Regions from separate parts of the Pungitius pungitius genome. Here all the other regions are linked to region 1. A link is a contact called in public Hi-C data. All regions are on one chromosome and are shown on one strand. Each heading gives the region's core, a stretch centred on a gene start, on an enhancer-like site or on the middle of the called end of the contact. The rest is flanking DNA. Distances are from core to core; before and after follow the strand shown.

Evidence for each region. A called contact is a pair of places that touch in the nucleus more often than the background predicts.
Region 2: a contact with region 1 is called in a Hi-C map of muscle, with 4 times the contacts expected there. The contact joins the promoter of LOC119223460 here to the promoter of abcb6a in region 1. A contact is called at or near these places in 2 of 2 Hi-C or Micro-C datasets (both in muscle).
Region 3: a contact with region 1 is called in a Hi-C map of muscle, with 8 times the contacts expected there. The contact joins the promoter of LOC119215526 here to the promoter of abcb6a in region 1. A contact is called at or near these places in 2 of 2 Hi-C or Micro-C datasets (both in muscle).

Annotation. Positions count from the first base shown.
Region 1 is chr3:24,497,322-24,501,679 of fPunPun2.1, reverse strand. It overlaps abcb6a (ATP-binding cassette, sub-family B (MDR/TAP), member 6a), which reads left to right and starts at 1,714. Exons shown (of 20, transcript XM_037474537.2): 1 at 1,714-2,094; 2 at 2,470-2,993; 3 at 3,875-4,015; 4 at 4,087-4,276. The coding sequence starts at 2,478.
Region 2 is chr3:24,689,328-24,693,465 of fPunPun2.1, reverse strand. It overlaps LOC119223460 (zona pellucida sperm-binding protein 3-like), which reads right to left and starts at 2,406. Exons shown (of 11, transcript XM_037480788.2): 1 at 1,914-2,406; 2 at 1,728-1,833; 3 at 1,216-1,334; 4 at 1,026-1,144; 5 at 681-784. The coding sequence starts at 2,321.
Region 3 is chr3:24,743,271-24,747,703 of fPunPun2.1, reverse strand. It overlaps LOC119215526 (ras-related protein Rap-2a-like), which reads right to left and starts at 2,565. Exons shown (of 2, transcript XM_037467757.2): 1 at 1,790-2,565. The coding sequence starts at 2,103. It overlaps mbnl2 (muscleblind-like splicing regulator 2), which reads right to left. Exons shown (of 9, transcript XM_037479734.2): 9 at 3,520-4,433.

The DNA of each region.
Region 1 (4,358 bases), core at 465-2,964:
AGCGGGTGGCAGGTAGCAACGGTCATCCGCCATTGGGCTACTGGTAAGAACGGTGTACACAAAGCCCAATCCTTCTGTGAATACCACATTCAACAGAACCCCAAGCTTCCTTGATTGCCTTCAGTACTAATGAGATTGGACGTACCAGCATTCTCTTCTCACTAAATTAAGGGATTAGATTGGCACACACATCCATCTTATCCCCGCCTTTTACCATCCCCGCGTGTCAGACAGCTTCAGGCGGACAAAGAAGCATAAATGAGAATGAGGGAAAAAGGTGAGATTGAGCAAAAGAAAAGACACACCTAACGGACTTATGGGGCTCCAGCTGAGCCTGTGTGCTGAGGGCGGAGACGCCCACAAAAGGGGAGAGAGATGAGGGGTCTGTGATGGGCAGGCCATCACATCCAGTGGGAGACAAAAGAGCAGGGATTCAAGCAGCCGATGGACAGAAGGTCCATTTCCACTCACACAAAAGAGCCGGGGAGATGAAGCAGATTAGCAGCTCTTTATGCCCATTGTGAAGGCTCTAAATGATAAGATTTACCCCTTTTCCCATCTCAGCCTGCGTCCTGTGTGTGTGTGTGTGTGTGTGTGTGTGTCTGTGTAAGCTCCTTCCTCTTTCACATTAGGATACGCTTCCCATTTTTTATTCCTTCACATGCAGGTACACACAGATACACACACTTCAGTCTGCAGAGTCTTTCATTCATCCCCTCAGGAAGGACAGACGCGACAGATGGCTTTTGAGTCACTTCCAGTCTTTGTACTCAACCCTGAATTTACACTTTGATGGGAAAAGCTTTAAGCTTAAACCCTCTCATCACTGAAAGACTTCCTGTGTCCCTTTGACTTTAAATTGGCTTTTTTCGTGGGGAAGGGGCGTTGTTGTTTCTATAGTCGCTTGTTCACTTCATATGGCTGTGTATAACAGCGTTAGCATTGATAAAATGTTAATCAGTATTATTATTTCCCATCTCCAAGACTTGTTTTTTCCCACCACCTGTGTCTCTTGTGGGAAGTTTTAATGCCTATTGTTCAGACATGACGGAGGTTGAATACGGCAGTTTCGTCTGATTATACCTTAGTATTTACTGCCATCTCTTGATCATTTTGTAGCACTGCAGAGTGTCCTTTCTTTCCAGTTATCTTTTTCCCCCTCACAATCCAATAAGATAAATGAAATCTTCCTTTTGGTTATGAAACTGAGGAAGTCAACTGAAAATACGTGACAAAAATTGGCTCGTAAAGATTTATTAGATCACAAAGGCTTAGCATTGCTCTTTTCATTGAACTGTTAGTGAAGTGTATCTCATTTACAATGCTGAAATATAACTGCTATACTATACTTCTAATTTCCTTGAGTATTTCCATTCTGGTCTAATTTCACAAGGACATACAATACTCCTCATTTATCTGAAACAAGTTTTAAAGTTGTATCCAAAACATACTTAGTAAAACATAAAGCATGCGATTAAACAATCCAACAGCATATGAAGCAGTTAAAAAGGATATATATATAGTTAAAAAGGATATACTGTATATATATATATATATATATATATGTAGGCCTAGATGAAAAATATAATCCATAATGAGTACTTTTTATTACAACATATTTGCTTACATCAGCTGGCAATAACCAACTTCTGTTTACCTGCGTAAAATTGTAAACGCTTGTAAACCTTTTTTTCCCCAAAACACCTTCTGTCCTCTACTTCCGGTCTACGTGAATCCTGTCCGTTTTCATCCTCCAGGGGGCGCCGCGTGCACCCACAGACCCATCCAATCGAACGCTGTTGCGTAAAGCGTCGATCGCCGAGTCACGGATTGGGGCTTCTTAAACCAACATGCACGTAACAAGGACGACTTGGTGGTAGCGATGACAGACGCCCGGCTATGTATCACCGGAACGCTGCTCCCCTCGGTCCGCCGCGTTGTAAGCTGCCGTTTGTTTTAAAGCTGCGTAAAGCCGACTGGGTTTAGCTTCACAGATAATTGTTGTGACTTGATAGCTTCTCTGGAGTAACCTCTGTTCGTGACGAGAGAGTCGTCGAGGAGACAGAAGTTGACATAAACTGCCCGGCGAATGCGGTGAGTTCACCTTTAACGCTGTCTACGTTTACGGTTCTTTTCTCTCCGTATGAACGGTATTGGAGTTGGTTCGCTTAACGCCAACACAAAAGCGTTTCACACTGCTCTCCCCACAACATATTTGGTCAATTCGCCACATGTGTGGCGGTACGGTTCATTTCTAACCATGACTCAGCAAAACAAAATGTCACTGAGGTCTACTGCCTATTATGGCAGAGCTGTGTTGCACCTATGCAAGTGTGTGGAGAACGTCCAGGCCCTTCTTCAGCGCGAAGATATGTCCCATGGTTTTTGACCCACTTTTATCTCAGGTTGTGATGCGTCTCTGATGACATACTGTCTCTCTCTCCCCTCTCCTCCTCCCCCCCACCCCAGCTTTAGCCATGGTGTTCATTCAGGGTTACTGTGAAGCCAATTCCTCCATCTCTAGCACCTGGGTGGACAGGGGCATCTCCCCGTGCTTCTACTTCACCCTGGTCCCCTGCATCCAGCTCACCATCGCCTTCTTCCTGGGCACCGTCCACTGCGTGTTCTACCAGAAATATGGCACGGCGATGGAGCCCAAGTTCATCCCGCGCTCCCGCCTCTACGGTTTCCAGCTGGCCGTCTCCGTCCTCCTGATCCTCCAGTTTGTGGGCGGGACGGTGTGGCGGGCCGCCATAGGGGGAGAGCTCCCGGGGTACGCGGTGCTGTACGGCTGCTTCTCCGCGCTGGGCTGGGCTTGGTCCTTTGCCCTGCTGAAGGTGGAGAGACGGAGGGCCCTGCTGATGGCCCGGACGAGGGGCCACAGCGCGGCCCTGCTGCTGTTCTGGGCGTTGGCGTTCTCGGCGGAGAACTTGGCCTTCGTCTCCTGGTCCAGTCCGCACTGGTGGTGGGGCCTGGAGGACACTGAACAACAGGTGAGGAGGAGAAAAGGACTTGGTCAAGTCTCTAATGTGCTGTACATTTTTTCAGCTGTTTTATGAATAAGGCCCCCTGCGCATTCAGATCCTACGCATTGCTTTGCTGCTGTCCTTTGTACCAGCACACAAGACATGAATGCATACAGGGCGTGTATGTCTTTTATCTCCATTCCTATCTATCCAGGGAAAAGTTTATCTAATTTCAATCTCACTCTGTCATCTCTTTCGTTTTGTTTTTTTGGCTAATGGGCCAAAGGTTAGTTTAATGTTAAAGAATATATACATAGGCGTGTCTTTTTGAGACACTCCTGCCGCCCGGCACTAAGCCGTCCAGTTTTTCTTGTTTCAAGTGTCCATTCCATGGCAACAAATGGAGACAGGCACGCAAACGGCAACGTCGGTGTGGCCAACAAGAGAGCCTACTTTTTGCTGAGTCACTGCTCATTCTGACTATCAGATTGCAGGCCCACTGCTAACCAATCAATCCGTAAGATCCTCCTCTGGCCCCTCCCACACTGAGTCAGTACAATAATTCGCTAGTTATATAATTGTAAGCATGACTGGATATTTTTTTTGGTTATGTTGTTTTGTGGTATTCTCCTAATCTACACCCCAAACTATTTATTCTCTGCTCAATTTGAAACCTCATTACAACTTCAAGAAATTTTTTTCAACACAGTCAAGAACAAATATTTGATCATTTTTAAATAATACGGTATTACACATGGATATAATTTCGCAAATGCTTGGTCATTGTGCTGTAAATGACACCCCTAATTTAGTCATTTTGTAATACAAAGCTGCATTACGATCATTGAACAATGCACATTCACTGGTATCCATATTGATCTGTTTTGAATTCCCAATGATCCCCTCAGGTTCAGTTCTTCCTGTGGCTGATACGCTACACCAGCACCGGGCTGCTCTTCTTCATCGGTCTCAAAGCTCCGGGGTTGCCACGGAAACCGTACATGCTCCTGATAAACGAAGACGAGCGGGACGTAGAGGGCAGTGGACAGGTGAGCGCATGTTTCCCCCGCGTGACGCTCCTGGGACGTTCAAGTATTCGACACGTTTCTCTTTGCCTCAGGGCCTCTTGGGCGAATCAGAAGAGAACCAGTCAACCTGGCTGGGTTTCAAGAAGAAGGTCCGCGTGCTTCTTCCCTACATGTGGCCCCGGGGGAACACCCTCCTCCAGTTTCTGGTCGTCTTCTGTTTGACGCTGCTGGGAATCGAGAGGGTCGTCAACGTCTTTGTGCCCATCTACTACAAGAACATCGGTGAGGGGCATGTCCTAGACGGGAGTCTTCTCGAGTTGAACGGGCCGTGCTGGCAAGCTCAGCAGCACGCTATTAGTGCAAA
Region 2 (4,138 bases), core at 1,157-3,656, 190 kb before region 1:
GCCCACCCACAGGGCAAAGAGAAGAGGTCAAGCGAGGAGGGGGGGGGGGGGGGGGGGTGCAATTCGATATAGCTATAGTTTGCTTGATTAACATGTGCAAGTATCAGATGGTTTTACGTTTAACTGAAGAGCCTTAATGAATGTCAGCACAGAAAGACAATAAACTAAACTCAGTGGGTAAGATTAGTATGAACTCTTTTGTAAAAATGATATAGTGTATAGGGTGTCAGAGGTATCAGTAGTGCTGCATACTGTGTGTGAGCAGTTGTTGAAGGTGCATAAAGCAAGTTGCGTCTCCAGTGGGTGCTTTCCTAAATACATATTTAAATCTATTTTGAGGCGATTAAGACGTGTCGAACTCAATCACAGAAGCCCAAAGTTAAAAACTGCCTTGAATCAAGATACCCAATACAATACCCCTGTCATGTCTCCCTTGCTGGGAAGCCCCACCTCCTTCACCAGAGAAGTCAATAGATCCGTTGCTAGTAGCTTTTGCAGTGCCTTCCAGGACTTTAGTATCAGCAGTGCGCATCCGATTGACCGGCGGGCCAGTTATGATAGACGTGTGATATGTACCGCGGGCCGGACACAAAGATAGACTGACAGCAGAGATTAGACGAGTAATCCCCCCCATGGCCAGAGCGCCAGAGAGGTACTGAAACAATAACGGGTTTGCCCACCTGTCATGAGGCGCACAGAGAAATGCAGCTCCTGCTCCGCCAGCATGCTGGCGACGAACGGCTTCCAGGTCGGCATCATGGCGCCGCTGCTCACATAAAGCCTCCTGTGAGGACATTTGAGGGACGGGTAGGTCACTGGAGAGTGGCAGCAGTGTGTGTGTGTGTGTGTGTGTGTCACCCACACGAAAGTGGCACAGTGAGGTAAATACAATAATTTGATAAATTCATCTAATACCGCATAGAAGGCAACCTGGCAAAAGTACAGGAGAAGACCAGCACAGAGATGAGGCAAAGTTATTCAATATAAGCCCCCTACCCCCTTACAAACTAAGGGGGGGGGATTACCTTTGATAGTGGCATTCAATTACCACCTCAGTGGGGTTGGTCTTAAAAATGAAGGTGTTGTCAATGGGAGCGGGATAATACAGCAGAGAAAAGGAGTAGATGAGGTCTTCTTCAGTCATCTGATAGAAGAAAAAAAGTTACAACTTGTGTAAACACATTGACAGTAAATTAGTCGCGCACACACACACACCCTTATTGCGCTGTTGCAGCCGTGCAACTCCGACTGGAACCGCAGGATGTGGTGATCAATGTCCAGCGCGGCGCAACCTCCTAGGGTCAGATCACTGGGACGGATCAACTGGCCGTTTCCTAGGAACGGAGGAGAAGGCGCAGCTTAATTCAGGGGCCATTACTTCTCCTGGTCCAGTCAATAACAAACTCACAGCGACAGGAGGTTCAGCCACAGGACAAATTAACAAAAGGGCTCTTAATGAGTCGGCCATGCGAGAGGATGCCTCTCACGAGTGAGGAAATTAAATAAATAAAATAATATATATTAGCCATGTCCACCGTCCGTGCCATTTGCAGTAATCAGCACAGCGTGTCCCAGCTTTACTGCCAGATTACGCTTTCCCAATTCAGGGCTCGAAAGCAAAACCCTCTTTTATCAGACACCGGAGCAAGAAGGTCTGCCAAATGGACCCGCCCCCCCCCCCCCCACAACAACAAAGCAGTTCAAACAAGCAAGCGAGCAGCAGTTACCCAGGAAGTTCTGTTTGACCTCTACGTTGACCCCTCTTTGGCCACAGAGCGCCGCCACGCTGCTGGGCGGCACAGGAACCCGCTTCTCAAACGCCTGTGTCCGGACCTGGAAAACAACCCAGCTGAATGACACTTAGTTACAGAAGATTAAACGAAAAAAAAAAAAAAAAAGAAGCGGAGTCCTACTGGCTTGACGGGTGGGTTCAGATCGGGGCCCGGAATAAGTTTCAACAACTGCTGAGGCCGGACCTGCGGCTGCTGCGGGTTGGGCGCCCTCGGCTGCGGCACCTGGGGGTCGTGAGTGGAGTCTATCTGGGCCTCGAGGGGCGGGGGCGGCGGCGGCTGCTTGGTGACGGCCGGGTTCCCAAGCAGGTGGACCCGGAGCTGGTAGGTGAGGAGGGGACGCCCCGGCGCGCCGGAATCCGTCCGGTTGGACTTGCGACCCGCTCCGGGCAGCTGGGGGGACGCCTCCTCTCGCTCCTCGAGGGTTCGGTCGAGAGTCTCGTCGGGCCAGCTTTGCGTAGCAGCAGAGGGGGGAGCGCCCCCCAAGAAGAGGAGCACGAACCCAAACAAAACGGCCTCTTTGAACCCCATTGCGGCTTAGCCCACCAAAAAAACAACAACAACCTGTGCTTGTTTTTGGCTGCGTTTGCTCCAGACAGCACCATTGCCTTGTAGCGTCTGACCCGTACTTTAAAGTGTTCAAGGCCGCAGGCTCCGCCTGCCACTAACGAGCTGATTGGATTCCAGGCCGGGGGGATTTTGATTTTTGGGGCTTTTTTTCCTCCTCGTCACCATGATCGGCAACGAGCTGCTTGCCTGCGAGCTGGTGGAGGTTGATTTTACGGCCTGTTCGTTCCATTTCAACCCTCGCTTTGTGTCCAAGAGTCATTTGTAGAGAAACAAATTAAAAAATAAATGATCTTCTGTGCCTTTCTAGTGTTTCAAAAGTATGTGGAGAAAAAAAAGAAAACTGTTGAACATTCCTTAAATGTTTTAAAGGCGAACGCCGCCTGCCAAATCTCCACTTGTCATGATGGTAATGAACAAAGACTTTTATAAACAGACCCAAGCACGACCCGAAACAGTGAGCAGCTTTCACTGGCCCCCCCATGAGACAAATCAATCACCGCTTCCAGGGAGTTGGAGCCCCGGTGGGGTGGAGGGAGGCCAGGGGGAGGAGGGGGGAGGAGGGGGAGGGGGGGTTGTGCCGCGCTTGAATGTCAAGGCCGCGGCGGTCAACAGTCTGCAGAGTTCACCAGTCGGCTCATAAAACTGAGATTTACAATCATTCTCTGCAAGACTTCGCAAATGTCACCAGCACCTGATGCACGCCTGTGTGTGACATGTAACGGGAGGGGGGTCGGGGAGGGGGGGGGGTGAACCTGTGCCAGAAGGCACGTCAATCACACGTAGGAATACTTGTTATGAAACAGTGCACTGTCAAGTGTTTAAGGGTCTGTTTATCTTCACTCGATTTTTTCAAATTCTTTTTAAAATCGTTTTCTTACTCTCTTTTTGCATTAAAAAAAAATTAATCTTAATGTTTGTTGTATGATAGTTTTCTACACTCATGCAAGCAGCCGTACATGTATTTGTCCATCTCCTTCCAGGATGCACATATCGATTTAAACCCTAATTATCTATAATTTGATGAAACTCCTGTTCCGAAAGCTAATTTAAATCATACTTCCTCTTGAGCCTACAGGAATACCTCTTCTTCACTGTCAGGATCTCCCTACAGAGAGGCTGCCATTGTCAGGAACTGCCTTTTATCTTTTGCTGATCAGCGGCAAAACAAAGAGGGGAGTTGTGTGTGTGTGTGTGTGTGTCTGTGTGTGTGCGCCTGCTGCGGTTCAGGAGGCTGGAGTGAAATCAGCCCATCCCTACCGGTCAGGCCCCCTCTGCTGCTCAGCTGTAACTTGGTTAGTTGCCTTTAATTTGGCCCCCGGAGGGCCCTAATGTGGCCCCCGTGGGGGTTTTCTAAAAGGGGACTGGCAGCTTCCACACACATACACACACACACACACACACACACATTGCCGCCGCGCCCATCAGCCTCTGTTTCCAATAATCCTTGTGCATTTTGAGACAAGGACAGGATGATGCAGGTAAATAGGCCTCTGTGTGGACAACAAACACACACACACACACACACACACACACACACACACACATGCGGCAGATGGAAAATCGTCAACCGAGATCGTACACCGGCGACGCAGATGCTTAATGACAGCAACTCACAGAATGTACAACCCCCTCCCCCCCCCCCCCCCACACACACATACACACGTCCCTCTTCACGTTTTCGCTGACAGCACAAAGTCGTGGAAACGGATGGTTTCTTTTGGCCCCCCCGCCGCACTGCGCCATCCCGGATGACGTGATGGAGGCTCATTAAAGACACG
Region 3 (4,433 bases), core at 1,316-3,815, 250 kb before region 1:
CCGGGCTCCGGTTGAATGCAGCACAGACGTTATCGACGTTATCGACCTTCTCATTTAACTGCTGGCAAGAAACTGATTCGGTGTATTTCCCAAAATGTCCAACTATTAGTCAAAGTGTATTTCCCGCTCCTCACTGCACCGCCGCCTCATACGCACGAGTCAGCACAATCGAGGTGATGTGCCACACAGAGCAGAAACATACAGGATCCCACATCTTTTCCATGATACCCCACCCCCTTCACAGCCCCCCCCAGGCCCCTGCACAAGCCTGCCGGTTTATATGTCTCCTTAATGAAGGCCTGATGTCTTCTTGGCTTCCGACCCAACACAATCCCATTAAGTCCTGGTGAGTGGGCACATACTACATCTCCGTGCGGCGCTTGTTGTTGCTGCTGGCTCAGCGAGAAGTTCGGGAGGCCGATCCCGTGGACACAGCAAACGAAGAGCGGGCAAAGATCGCGTTGCTCAATTTTATTAGAGGCGGGAGACCGCGCGGATGTCCGGTCCTCTCAAAAAAATATATTTGCGCTTTTGCAGGCTGCCAAATGAGACACTAAGGTTCAACGCGATACAGTACAGTATAGCAATCACGACATTAGACCCAGAGCAGTGAGAAATAAAAGCATGAAATATTAATGGAGAAACACTTGAGGACAGCGTAGGTGGGGATGCAGAGGGGCAGGGTGGGGGCGGAGCACAGTCCAAACCTGTCAGTGTACTTTGCATTTCAAAGGAGTTCCCCCCTGTGCACCGCGCCTCCGTCGGCAATGCAACGCTCTCCCCCGTGTTTGCACCTCCAACTGGGTTTACTCCGGGGGGGGGGGGGGGGGGGGGGATTATGTGTTGCTTCTTTAGCTTTACAGGTTCAACCTTTGGATAGAGCTCCTGCCTTCAGACATTATGCTAAGCTAACCGTCTCCTGGCTGCACCTTCACTCACAAACTGAGAGTGGTGGAAATTCCTCCTATCTCAGTGTAAGGACGTCTTTAATACCTCACCTTTGTAAAATTTGAAATAGGTTTCCGATGCTGTAATAGCAGCGGAAACATTGTCCTGGGACCAAACCAGCCCCACTTCATACAGTCTCGCCCTCACGACGCTAGGCCTTAAGACTCTTAAGTTGTCCGTGACAACGGACAGATGTGTCAGATGGAAAGATCCCCGTTCCCCTTCTCTCCCGTCTCTCTGCTCCTCTCCCAGCCGTGAGATGAGCTCAGTGGTTTTGTTGAGTAATGGACTGAGCTGATGAAAGCCACCCAGAGTTAGTCATGTGTGAGAGACAGAGGCTATGAGACGAGAGTTCAGCGGGTTGCTGTATGACAGGTGAGCCGCAGCTGGGCCTCCCTTATGAAGAACATGTGAGCTGGATGCAGCTTCTCACGCGCAGGGAGGAGGGGGTGGGGGCAGACAGGGAGGAAGAGGAGGGAGCTGAGAAGATGAAAGTTTTTTTTATTCCTCCTCCAAAAGAAGAATCCCACATTTTGTCGTGTCTTTTTAAGTGGGACAGGGGGACTTTTTGGGGCCCTCGGGACCCCAAAGAATCCCCCCATCCCACTTAACGTGGAAACTCCCCAGCAAGATGATGAATACTTTTTCATAGTTATAAATCCACCTGGACATTTTCAAGGAATGAGCGTGGCAATCAATCCACTGCATCACAACACAACTTGCGTTGCCCATGTAGCAGCAGGATGGGACAACTTACAGGGGCCCTCAAACGATAGATAACCCCATCCCTCTTGCATCACGCTAGACAGGATAAATCATCTTATTTTTAATGCCGTCTCACCTTTTCACCCTGATGATCTGGTCCCTCATGGGCTTGATGTCCTGAAAACTTTGCTGGTTGACCAGGCTGTAGACCAGGATGAAGCCTTGGCCGTTCCTGATGTAAAGGTCCCTCATCGAGGCGAACTGCTCGGTGCCGGCCGTATCGAGGATCTCCAGCACCGACGGAGAGGAGTCCACCTCGATCTCCTTCCGGTAGAAATCTTCGATGGTCGGGTCGTACTTCTCGATGAACGTCCCGGTGACGAACTGGACCGTCAGGGCGGACTTCCCCACCCCGCCGCTGCCGAGCACCACCACCTTATACTCCCGCATCGCGCTCCGGCGGACCTGAATCCGGCATGCAGAGAACGAGGTCCTTCAGCGGCGGGCGAAACGAACGCAAACCCCCGGTGCAACGGGCGGGTCTAGACGCGCGCGCGCTACGCGGCCATGGCACGGCGACCGGCCTGTCTCGAACGCGACGCGCTAACCCTCCCCCCCCCCCCTTTTTTTCTCTCTCTCCCTCCGCTTCTACCTATCTGCTTCTCGTTCTGTGGATGCTGGAGCGGGCGGCCCCCGGCAGGATGAAGGGCCACGGCCTCTCTACTGAGAGATTCCCACGCTATCTGGCAGGGACACCGTTCCGGGGGCATCCATAATGCAATAAGGCGTTGGTGGGGTAAAAAGAAGAGAGGCTATTAATAGAGCCGAGGCGCATCTTTGTGCGTGCCGACGGGAGCGGGGGGCGAGCGGTGCGCGTCTCCCGCACAGTGGGGTACAGTGGAGGGAGGAGGGGGGGGGGGATACGGTTAAAGGCGAAGCGCCGTGCTCATCCTTATGGAGGGCGACGGGGCTTTGCTGGGAGTCCACGCCTCTGGAGTCGGCGCATCCACATTGGATGTTAGGCTACTATTTCCTGGAATGTATGGGGGGCGATTAGTGCCACATGGAGACGGAGGGAGGATGGGGATCTAAGGAAGGATCTAAAGGAAATTGCCACTAGCCCTATTTTGTAAGTTACATTGTGTCCATTAAACAACAACAAAAATCCAATGATTTGATTTGCACTCGGGTCAACATTGCTGTAGTAAACTGGCCCACCTCCCGGACATGGTGGCTCTCTAAGGTCATGCTGTGGCTATGGAGGGCTTAGTCACTGTTATTTTGGGGCATTTTCTAAATGGACTGATGTGACACTGTTGTCATGGAATCCAGCCGGCAAACCCGGGCTGAGCACCAATCGGATGACAGGACGAGTCCCTCTCCACAAGTCTCAAGAGGAAATTCTGTGTGGGTGTCCACTGCTCTTGGCCTGGTCTTGCCCTTGCTGGTTGTTGTTAAATATAATATTTGACATGTTTTAATATGAAGTCCCTTGAGTATGGAAGTATGAAAGTAACTTACACTGAGCAGAGTTCTGATCAAACCCTCAAATTTTCTTACTCAACTCAAAAAATGTTTCCACTGGTGTAACAGGAAATAACATGGTAAACAACAAATTAAAGAGTCCTTATCACAATGTTCCCATGCGGTTACTAAATGGCGTATGGCAGATAGCTACTTCCATGAAAGCAGCATCAACATTTGGTCTGAAGCTTGAGAACCTACTCGCTGGGTTTATGTGCTTTTATGGCAGTTGTTCCCAGAGTGGACTTCTGGGACCAACGAGGGGCCTTTGAGAGAGGGGGGGGGGGGGGGGGGGCGTTCAGTTTCCTTTATGGGACACAAAGAAGAGATCCAAGCCAAACATTTCTTTGATTTTCTTTATTTCTTTCTTTCAATAGATTTTACACTATCTTGTTGGAACCAAAGAAACATCTGACTATAGAAACATAAAATAGCACAAAAGTATGCAAAAAAAACAATACATTTTAAAAAATGATTACATTTAAACTATAAATCCGATGAGGGTCTTCTCGTCAATTTTTCTTTGTGTCTTTACTGTGTTGGCGGGGCACACTGCAAAAAACGATGGCACACACAGGCGGTAATGATTCAGGGCCTGCAGTCTCCAGTGTAGCGCCCTCTTCTGGCTAAAGCTGTGAATTTCAATCTCCCACCCTGCTTTTGGCCTTTTGATGTGCACATTAAAACCTTAAAAAATGTTTTCAGATATAAAGATACACATTTGAAAAAGAAAATTGAGAAGGGATTTGAGAAAGAAGACCCGGTCAGATCTCTTGAATAAACTTCTTAGGAACTCTTAAAAACATAAAACCTTAAGCACGATGGAGTCAAGATAAGGCAAAGTGTTTTGGATAAGCTGAGACTGCTCAGTTGACAAACTGCTCAGAAAGTGCTTACATTTTTTCTTTTTCTTTCTCCGTCAGTCAATCATTGCAAACACATTAAAAAATAGAAACAACAACAAAAATTAACATTACACCTCAAGAGGCTTCCATACACAAGGGCATTGGGGGTCACCAAATCGGGACATTTTGTGAGGATAAACATTCAGGACGTTATCGTTCAGTAAGAAAAGAAAAATGCTTTCTCATGCAACATGTTGAACTGGAGTCATTCACCAGTGCTTTGGATCGATAAGACAGACTGACTGTACTAGCAGGGTGCAGAAACCTCACAAAACCCTTTAAAGGGAATGGGAAAAAAAACAGATTACATTTAAACAATATGAAAAGTGCAATCCTTAACTCTAGTAATAC